Linked DNA regions of Sus scrofa: region 1 is linked to region 2. The links are chromatin contacts, called in public HiChIP or PLAC-seq maps. All regions are on one chromosome and are shown on one strand. Each heading gives the region's core, a stretch centred on a gene start, on an enhancer-like site or on the middle of the called end of the contact. The rest is flanking DNA. Distances are from core to core; before and after follow the strand shown. Region 1 overlaps SRGAP1 (SLIT-ROBO Rho GTPase-activating protein 1). Region 2 overlaps SRGAP1 (SLIT-ROBO Rho GTPase-activating protein 1).

What was found. HiChIP or PLAC-seq counts read pairs in DNA pulled down with a chosen protein or histone mark.
Region 1: a contact with region 2 is called in an H3K27ac HiChIP or PLAC-seq map of alveolar macrophages. The contact joins two enhancer-like sites. A contact is called at or near these places in 1 of 47 Hi-C or Micro-C datasets (embryonic fibroblasts) and 1 of 2 datasets of contacts at active chromatin or transcription factors (alveolar macrophages).

The regions. Positions count from the first base shown.
Region 1 is chr5:28,554,186-28,559,557 of Sscrofa11.1, forward strand. SRGAP1 (SLIT-ROBO Rho GTPase-activating protein 1) reads left to right here. Exons shown (of 22, transcript XM_021091938.1): 12 at 3,440-3,542. Among named protein-coding and RNA genes, the nearest start is that of XPOT, 120 kb to the right of the region's middle. Within about 2 kb of position 1,571, at least 3 of the 83 cell types and tissues checked have an H3K27ac peak or open chromatin away from gene starts, as enhancers often do. A contact at or near this core is called in alveolar macrophages, where this site is marked.
Region 2 is chr5:28,367,707-28,372,692 of Sscrofa11.1, forward strand. The region is part of intron 1 of SRGAP1 (SLIT-ROBO Rho GTPase-activating protein 1); the gene reads left to right. Among named protein-coding and RNA genes, the nearest start is that of SRGAP1, 69 kb to the left of the region's middle. Within about 2 kb of position 2,750, at least 7 of the 83 cell types and tissues checked have an H3K27ac peak or open chromatin away from gene starts, as enhancers often do. A contact at or near this core is called in alveolar macrophages, where this site is marked.

The DNA of each region.
Region 1 (5,372 bases), core at 321-2,820, 190 kb after region 2:
ACTTTAGCTTTGCACCTGTTTGGTTTACTTTAAAAATTTAACTTTTAGTTCCTAGAACCATATTGCGTTTTCTTTTTTGTTGTCTTTTTTTTCCACTTTTTTTAATTCTTAGAAGGATTTTGAAGCTACTGCTGAGAAGGAAAAGCCTTTTTGGAACCAGATTCTGGTTTAGGTTGGGGAAAGTTTGTGACAACTTTTATTTTTCTATGTCAACATTTGTGCCACAGCCAGAAATTATTCTAATTGACAGCAAGATTTTCCATTTTTAAAGTGGAGTTCTTTTTGAGATTCTAGGCATTTATAACACTGGTGTTTCTGTTGCAATAATTGGCAAGTTGATTTTTAAGGTTCTATAATGTTCCTAAATAAATTGAAAAGAAGCCCCTCTTACTTCTTGGTGAACCAGCTAGAAAGACTGCAGCTACTGACTTGTCTAAACTTTGCAAAAATCCTGGGGTTTTTCTTCCCTATGTTAGTAACAAAGAGGGAATTACTCCTGAATAGTAATTATGTAGCTTTTTTTTCACATATAGCGTCCCTTTGCACTGTCAATTATTTTACCTGTTATTTCTAAATTATGATTAATGTCAGGCATTTTTTAAAGATTTTTATTTTAAAACGGAGTGCAAATATATACATTTGCAGTGAGAGCTATAGTTGCCAGACAGATTTGATATTCACATTACCCTGACTGGTACTTCCTCTCATCCATACTGGCATTCTACATAGGAAGCCACATTATCCCGAAGTGTGTAGCAGGCATGCAACCACAACGAGTTGTACAGTTCGAATGTTGAGGGAATGTTGAGTCTGTGCACCTGATGTGTACGTGGTAGAGCCGGAACCATCCGCACGCCAGTCTGCCTGCCAAGTCCCCCTGCCATGGGAAGTCCTTTAATAAGCAGTTTGTTGGTTTGTTTATTGGCTGCCCCATGGCATATGGAGGTCCCAGGCCAGGAAGCAGATCCAAGCTGCAGTTGCGACCTACATGCAGCTGCCCAATGCTGGATCCTTAAACCGATTGTGCCAGGCCAGGGATCGAACCTATGTCATGGTGCTGCCGAGACACCATAGTGGGAACTCCTCAGGCAGTTTATTTTCATCTGTAATCCCTCTCACAGCTTTAGAATCTTCACATTTCCCTTATCGTTGATGTGTGTCAGAAGAGGCAATTTTCAGGCTTTTTTGGAAGAAGACTCAAAAGACATACCTTCATTAGCCCCAGCCAGGAGTTACTCTGCATCTCTCAGCAATGCAGAAATAATTATCAGGTGCCATTCAGGGCTTTGGCTCCAGCTGCAAGATTTACTTGTCCCACGAATCAGTAACCAAACCAAACAAGCCTGTATTCCTATTCCCTCAGCTTTATCAGCTGCTCCAGTTAGCGTCCAATGTGAAGTTCTTTTGGACCTCATAGGAATAACCACATTTTCTAGTTTCTATATTTGATGCCTCACTATCTTGGGGCCTTGCTAACCCAGGAGGGACTGCCTCTTGGAGGGTTAGTCACTACCTAGAGATAGTAAAGGGTTGTTTACAAGTGCGCCTTTTGTATACAGAGCAACTCATCCTGAGCCCATCCTCTTAACCACTTCCTTTATCAAGTCTTCACACTCAGGCCACTGTTCCCCTTCCCCAGCCACACAAAGGCCAGGTTCCAGATAGCTAGGGATGGCTTCCACGCCCCAGAGCTCACCAGAATTACTCAAAGTAGCCAATCCTCAATCTACTCTGCCTTGCCTGTTCCTTCCCATGGGAACCACAAAAAAGGCTCTTGCCCACCTTTTCCCTCGCTCCTCACTGCCTCTGCCTACTGGCTGGTGACCCTGGTGCCTCCCCATGTGGCCCTCCGTGTAGTGGCATTCCCTCTCCTCATGGGAACTGTAAATAACAAATGATCTTTTCAGTGATGGTTGTCTTCTGCTGGCCTCACCATACCTGAAGAAAAATAAGGTCTCTATTTTAAAACAGTTATAAAATAATGAAAAGAGTGGCTGAAATCAAGCACGTGTCCTTGGTGGGCTGTTGTTTTGTTTGTTCATACCCACCAGATCCTTTCCTCTGTGAGTGGCACAGAATTCAGTGTATAAAAGCAATTTCAGAAATGTCAGCCGTGGCAGATAATGACTTGCTGCTTGGTGGAATTTTCCATATTTGCTTCTCGACACTTGCAAAGGCTCCTTTTAACCTCTCAAGCACTGTGGCGCCTCAGGTGTTGCTTGCTGTACACCCCATTGGTCGTGTGAGCCCACCCGCCAGGAGAATCTCAGAATTTGCTAGCAAGGGCTATATCAGCAAGTTTGTTCCCCTCCCTCTCTTGATTGCTTGTAGTAATATCTTATGAAGTTAGCCAGGTATCCATGTAAACTCTTGGGCTGTTGTTTCTAAACTGGTCTTTCTGAACTTTAATGAACTGAAAAAGGCAATTCTTCCCAGAGAGGCGGCAGCTGAATACGAGATTTTACCTGATTTCCAAGTGCGGTGTACTCCCTCCTACCAGCCTTCTAATTAAGGAGTTTACATTGGAACGTCCAGAGAGAGGTCTTGGGACTCTCCTTCCATGTACTCCTTTCAGCACAGTTGTAGAAGTTGAGTCACATAATCCTGGCCCTCTTTGCTCTAAAGGGAAAGGATGGAAGGGGCTCCCCTTCTCCGGTTACAGAGCAAGATGATGCAAGGTTTCAAATATAGTACATGGTACATTGGACATGCATATGCTAGAGAGACTGACATCCATCAGAGCAGACTGGAGATGCAGAGGCTCCAGCACAGAGTAAACAGGTACATCGCAAAGGTCTACACGGGTGCTCTACAAATAGTTAGGTGAGGCGATGAGCTAGTTTGTTTTAAAGAAATGACGACTCATGTGAGCCTGGACCCAGTGCCTTCAGAAATACCCTTGAAACAAAACTGTTTTTCATGTGTGACCCATGAAGAGTTGCTTTTGCATAAAATAAAATTCCGTAAATACCTGAAGGATATTGGGCAGATGTGATGTTATTTGCATTGAAGAATTATGTTGTACCTAAAAATATTATATTCAGTTTCTCCAACTGAGATCTGTCAGAGCCCTAGTTTTTACGGTCTGTCGTGTCTTCTGTGTGACTTGTAAGCTGAATAACACAAACCTTGGTTTGTAAGTCTTGGCCAAACAGCTCGCAATTCCATTGGGCAACGCTTACCGTTTTTAAAACAAACTGGCAAGCAAATGTCAGCTACGACATGCAAGAAAAGAGCAGCCTTATTGAAAAGCTGGTTTGGGTTTTGACACATAAGTAGAAGGAAATCAACGGAAAAGGGGAAGTACTGGTTTCCTCCACGGGTGGGGGTGGGGAGGGAACCCAAGAATTCCTGTGTTTGGTAGTTTTTTTGTGACCTATGGGTGTTTCATTGATTGTTTGATTTCTGCCATGCTCAGTAATTATATTCCCTCCCTTAGGCCTCCAAATGTTCCCCCTAAGCCCCAGAAACACAGGAAGTCCAGACCCCGCTCACAGTATAATGCTAAGTTGTTTAATGGGGATTTGGAAACATTCATCAAGGTACTGGCACCAGCCATCTGGGTGGCTGATCTCCACGCTTCTTACTATAATGGTCTCAGCCTCTCATAAAAGGAGGCAGGTCATTATGTCCAAGTCTGTCCTGGGGCTCTTCGCTTTCCCAGAAAATCAATATAATATTTCCTGAAGTCAGAGAGGAAAGAATATTTGGTTTGAGTGCCTTCAGAAGAGGGAATAAATGTGGGCATTATTATACCAGCGAAAGAGAAAGCCCTCTTTCTTTAAAAAAAAAAAAAAAAAAGCCACAATTTGTGCAAAAAAGGAAAAGAGCTACCTGATAAAATGTTTTGTTTCTCTTCATGCCAAGGAGATGGCACAAAGTATGCCTTTCAAGTCTGTTGTCAGGCTAGCTCTGAAGCACCATAAGTTTAGATTTCTCGTGACTTGAGGAATTCATTATATTGGATAAATTGTAAGACCCTGTGGTCTGTATCTTGTATCTCTGCTGTGTTTACTCTGTCTCCTTTTTCATCCTGTATTTCTGACAATGCTTCTAGCCGAGGACGAAGGAATTCCCACGCGAGACACCAGGTAAAAGTGCTCAAGGGAAGTGAGTGCATAGCCTCTCTCACCTTCGATCCCATTTTCAAATCACAGTCATGCTTGGCTTTAATTAGATGTTTGAAGGTCATTAAAAGAAAAGTGTTTGCACTTGGAAATTAGACAGGTTTATAAATAGGCTTTCCTTAGAAAAGAGTTATAGAAAGCAAACAGTGATTAAAGAGGAGTAGTCCTTTAGCAAAGCTGGATAAACTCTTAGTTTTTACATTGTATACTTGGCAGACATACCAAATTTGGGTCAGGGGCTTTTAGTAAGAAAAGTCAACGTTAAATACCAAATGCATATTTAATACTGAATTTTGGACCCTCTTCTACAAAAAAGAGAAGAACTTGCTCTCTCATAGCTAACATTTCGTGGCATGGGATGCAGTGTTTCCGAAGACTAAATTTATGTAGGAAAACACATACCTTAGTGCTATGTTATAGATGTCTTACTTTTTTTAAAGACATCTTTTATTGAGTATGTGCACGAATGGTTAAAAAAATGTATTGCGTGCAAGCATGTGTATACACACACACATGAATACATGCATACGTACATATGTACATACATAGATTAAAGGCCTCTGGCAACCTTAAAAGTGAGCCGTAACCCTGGAATTGGGTGAAAAGCCACTGGATAAACTAAAGAGCAATCACGAATCCATTGCCATTAGCCTTAAACCCAGAAGAGCCTTATTGGCTCTAATTTAATATAAAATTATTGTCAAATTTGATTATCTAGTTTCCCAGCCCAGGGCTTACAAGCAGGGGCCAATTAGATGGAGCGAAGGGAAGGATGAAATGAAAGCATTGAGCTGTACAGCTGATGGCCTGGCAGGGAAAGAGAATATGGAAGAGCTCAAAGAAGCAGGTGTATGATTCCGTTCTATTTGATAACCCAGTATAAGAATGACTGCTTAAGATGATAGGAAAGCACATATTATATTTTTAAAAGATTTTTTATCAAGAACAGTTAAAGGAAACCAAATTTAGGCCCGAAAGGAGGAGTAAACCAATTATCATGGACAATTCACTTATGTGAGCGCCTCCTCATCCCAGATTCTTTAATATGGATTCTTTGGCCCCAGCAGTGAAGCAGCGGTTACCGAGCTCTCTACACGAATGAAAAGTGCTCGGTCAGGACTGTTACATCTCCAGAATATCACTATGAGACAGCAAGAACAAAAGCACGTTTCCTCAGTTTCCCATGGGGAGACACAGGGATTTGTTCAGAGAGTTGGTGGAACATAGCCCATTGCTTCAGTTCTC
Region 2 (4,986 bases), core at 1,500-3,999:
GAAGCTTTTTAGCCAGGGACACTGAGTGATCCTAGCAACCATCTCCAAGGAGACCTGTGGAAATGTGAAAAACGCTGAGGTCACACAGGCGTGCAGAGAGATTCCATATTGATGAACAACTTCTAGATGTATCTTTCTCTCTTCACCTTCAATGCCCCCGGTCTTTTAAATAGCATTTATTTGAAGGATAAAGGAAAACCGAATGTGATTTGCCCTGCCGAGAAAAAGTAACTCTCAGAACAGAAACTCTGCTCAAAACATTGTGAGCAGCTTTTCACTAAGCTTCAAAAGCTATTCAGAAACTTGGATATTAATGAAGTGAGGAGTCCCAGGGATTAAAGGCAAGCCTTGATCGTAGGTGGTAGCGGTGGTTATTGTTGCATTGAAAAAGATGCAAGTTTCAATTCTAGGGCTGGAAGCAAAGCTCCCGGAAAGGGGTCCCTTGTAAGTCCTTCATTACTAAGCAGGCAGCTCCCCGCCCGAGCTCCTCCCTTTTCTGATCCTTCCATCCCACTGATCCTACAAGGGCATTATTTAGGTGGATGGAGAGAAATGATGTGCTGTTCACCAGTAGCAATGGTTTTCCTTGGTTCATTCAGTCCATAGACATTTATTGCTTGTCTGCAGCAGCCCAGCTGGCTCTATATCAGACACTGGAAAAGCACATGTCACCCGTGGTCTCAAGATGCTAGAAGTTCAAAGGGGAAATGAGCAAAATAAAATAAAAATGAAACCAGTAATTACATGTTCTAGGAAACGTGTACCAGGTGTTATTAGCAGAGATGGACTGGAGGAGGAAGACAAGGGATGTTTGAGTCAGGAAGAAATTCCAAGAGGAAGTTTTTGGCTGTGTTAAAAGCCAGGGAGAATAAGGTACCCAGGACGAGGTAAAGGTCGCAGGGTGTAAGGTAAGCCTGGGAATTGCTTGCGGGCCTATAGACTTAATGAGAAGTTTGGTATTCCTTTATTTTAAATTAAGTATGCACCCCTCCTCATTTATTTCTGCTTGGTTAATTCTGCAGAAATAGCATTTGTGGTTGGAGAGGCAGATGCCCCCACTTGATCAAAACGAGGAGGCCAGACTATTAGGAACTGTTGTCTCTTACTGCTGGGGACCATTTGGGATTTCTCCTCTGGGTCTCACCTTGCTCTGCAAGGTCAGTTTGCATATAGATATCATGCGTTGACTTTCTGATCTCACGATGGAATTTAGTCATATTACAAACTTTATGCCTATGCCATGGAGTAGTTATGCAGATTAAAGCTAAAACTCTTAGAATAAATACTGCTTGATGGATAGTAAGCACTGGATAAAGGCTTGTTATTGTTTAGGGTCATTATTATTATTAATTGGGGGTTCTCCCAGGCCGCTGGAACCCCTGAAGTGTGCTCCACATTTGTAGCCCGAACAGAGCGAAAGCAAGTCTCCCCAAGGGCCTAGAGCTCTCCACCAGGGCTTTGTTCCTCTAAGGGAAAGGATGCCCTGGTCTTGGGCTGAGGTCCAGATGGAACACGTAGGTCAGTTCACTGAAAGGTGCATTTTAATTGTGTGTGTGCCGGGAGCACCATGAGCCAGCTGTGCTGCAGATTGTGATGCTTTGGAGGGAGCGGTGTTGATAGCATTTTTTACATGGGATTCATAGCAATAGAAGCCTTGTTGTTTTTATTTTACTACTATAAAATAAGACATCATTTAGGATGTGAAGGACAGATTTTGCTTTTTTGTGTTTTCATACAGTTTCTGTTTTTGTTTTGTTTTGTTTTTTATGGCCGGTACGTGGAAGTTCCTGGCCCAGGGGTTAAACCCGAGCCACAGCTGTGACTTATTGCAGCTGCGGCAATGCTGGATCCTTTAACCCACTGTGTTGGGCTGGTGTCTCCGCAGTGACCCGAGCTGCTGCAGTCGGATTCTTAACCCACTGTACCACAGCAGGAACTTCTGGTTTGGTTTTTATTTTTTAAATTTTATTTATTTATTTATTTTTTGCTTTTTCTAGGGCCACACCTGCAGCATATAGGAGTTCCCAGGCAGCTGTAGCTCCAATCGCAGCTGTAGCCTCCGGCCTATACCACAGCCACAGCAACGAGAGATCTGAGCCATGTCTGCAACCTACACCACAGCTCACGGCAATGCTAGATTCTCAACCTACTGAGCGAGGCCAGGGATAGAACCCACAACCTCATGGTTCCTAGTCAGATTCATCAACCACTGAGCTACAACGAGAACTCCCTGGTTTTGTTTTTAAAGGATGTATGACAGATGATAATAGAGCATATTGGGTTAAATTAGCCTGCTCAGGTCCAAAGTTGAAAACAATTTCCAATATGCCTGCCTTCCGGAATTCTTGTACATACCAACTTCCCAGACTAGTTGTAGAGAATGAGCCAGATGATATGTCTGAGGTGTTTAGCCTGGAGAAAGCCCTCTATAACTGAAAGGTGCTATTTTTACTTTTCTCATCTGGCTGATCTCCTGAGCCAGTAGTAGCTAGGGCACATGCAAGATTATGTTGTGCTGTCCTCACTGGGAGTTTGGTGGTTACAAGATTTCCCTAAGATATCTCTTCAGTTAGACCAAACACAGAAATAACTAGAGGATTCCACATGGGTCCATGGTTTAAAATTGGGTGGGGAGGCAATTGGTCATACAAAAACTGCCTAAAGAATTCAAATTGCCTACAGCCACCGAGATGGACATCTATTATGCGGAAATTACGTTGTATTGCATCATCATCATTTCTGCTGGACAGAGTGCTACGGTCTCACTTTAGTCATCAGAACCACCCCCATTACTACCCTGTTTTATACGTGAGGAACCTGAAACCCAGTGAAGTTAAGGAACTCATTCAAGGTCACCCAGCTAAGACGGACCAGAGCTTGGATTGGAGCCCAATCATGTCTGACTGCAGAGTCCATACACGAGACCTTTTATGCTCTATTGCTTTGCTCGTGTGATCGGGGCCATTCATTCATACATTTACCCATTTATTCCTTAATTATCTATAGTGTATGCCAACTACTCATCTCGGCCTTAGTGATTTTGTGATGGACAAAAATGTCCACAGTTAGGGAGCTTACATTCTAGTGTGAGGGACTTAATATAAGAAAAGAAATGTGTGTGGTATGTGTGTATATGCACATATATGCCTTTGGGAAGGATGTGCGCTATGAAGGAAAGTAAAAGACAGAGAAGGGGTGCAGTGGCCATCTTACATAATCAGGAAAAAAGAAACTAAAAAGTTACCTAAAATAGTAACTTTTCCCCTTGTTTTGGTGCAGCCGTTACTGTGCATTTTAATTTGTATTGCCTAATATTTAATATATACATACTAACATATTTGTAAGTTATGATGCATAACAGTGTAACACCTGGGGACCTACCAGCCTAAGAACGAAGCATTAGCAGTTCTGTTTCATCTTCTGGTTTTGTCCTCACCCATCTGCCTGCTTCTCTTGAAGTGACCACCTCTTAAATTTTTTTTTTAATTTTTCTTGCCTCTAAAATAATAATAATAATGCTTATCACTTACAGACATATTCACAAGTACTATATTGTTTCATTTTGCTTGCTCATTTTGCGTTGCATGTAACTGCAGTTCATTCATTTTAACAGCTGAATTATGGTTGTTGGGTGAATGTGTAAAACCAATTGATTCATTGCCCTGTTGATGGATATTTGGATTGTTTCCAGCCTTGTGCTCTTTGAACAGTGCTGCTAAACATTCTTGTATGTGCCTCTTACTGCACATGTATGGCAGTTTCTCCATGACATTCCTGGGACTTCACATCATAAGACCAAATTGTCTTCCAAAGGGGTGGTACCAGTTTACATTCCCACGCAGAAGTGGTTTAGATTTAACAGTTGATCCACTTGGCTTTAGGAGACATCTTATATTTTGGCAAGTCTGTTGTGGTCTTTATTGGCATTTCCTTAATAAGTAATGAGATTGACCCTCCAAGGAGGTGATGTGAGGGCAAGAACGTGAAGGAAGTGAAGGAGCAACCTGTACAAAGTAATGTTCATTCCAAGGCAGTGTTTCAGAGGCAAAGTCTATCTTGAAGTGTCCAAGGAGCAGCAAAATAGAGCTTGCTTGCTTGTTTGTTTGTTTTTGGCCACACTCAAGGCATACAGAAGTTCCCAGGCCATGGATCAAACCCGAGCTACAGCAGTGAGAACACTGAGTCCTTAACCATTAGGCCACCAGGGAACTCCAAGAGAGAGGTTTGTTTTGTTTTGTTTGTTTTTTGTCTGCTTTGTTTTTCTTTTTACCACCACACCTGTGGCGTATGGGCAGTTCCCAGGCTGGAGGTCAAATTGGAGCTACAGCTTCAGGCCTACGCCACAGCAACGCCAGATCTTAACTGCACCTGTGACCTACTCGGGAACTTGAGGCAATGCCAGATTCTTAACCGCCTGAGTAAAGCCAGGGATTAAACCCACATCCTTATAGACACTATGTCAAGTTCTTAATCCAATGAGCTACAACAGAAATTCCAAGAGGGAGGTTTTGATGAGAGAGAAGGGAGCCAGAGGAGATGGGGTCTAGAAGGAAGGCAGAGGGTACAGCTCCTGAGGCCTGGAAATCCACAGGTAAGCTCTGTACTTTAGACTTTATTCTAAGAGTTCCAAGAAGATATGGGAGGGCTGTTAGGAGGGGACAGACATGCTTTGATTGATGCTCTTGGAAGATCTCCATGGCTTCTGTGTGAACAGAGTCTAGGGGGTGATGAGAACAGAAGCAGAGAGATGAGTTGGAGATGTGCGGAAGTTAAGGAAAAGTTGGTTTAGGCTCTGACCAGGGTGCTGGAGAAGATGAGGAGAAGTTGGATTCAGGGCATATTTTGATGTTAAGACTGGGTAAGGCTGTGGATGGTTAGATGGAGATGTGGGCAAGAGAGGAATTATGGATGATTTCTTGGTTTGAGAGTGAATAGCAGAGAATGTAGCTACATTAACTGAAATGGGAAAGACATGGGGAAGAGGAG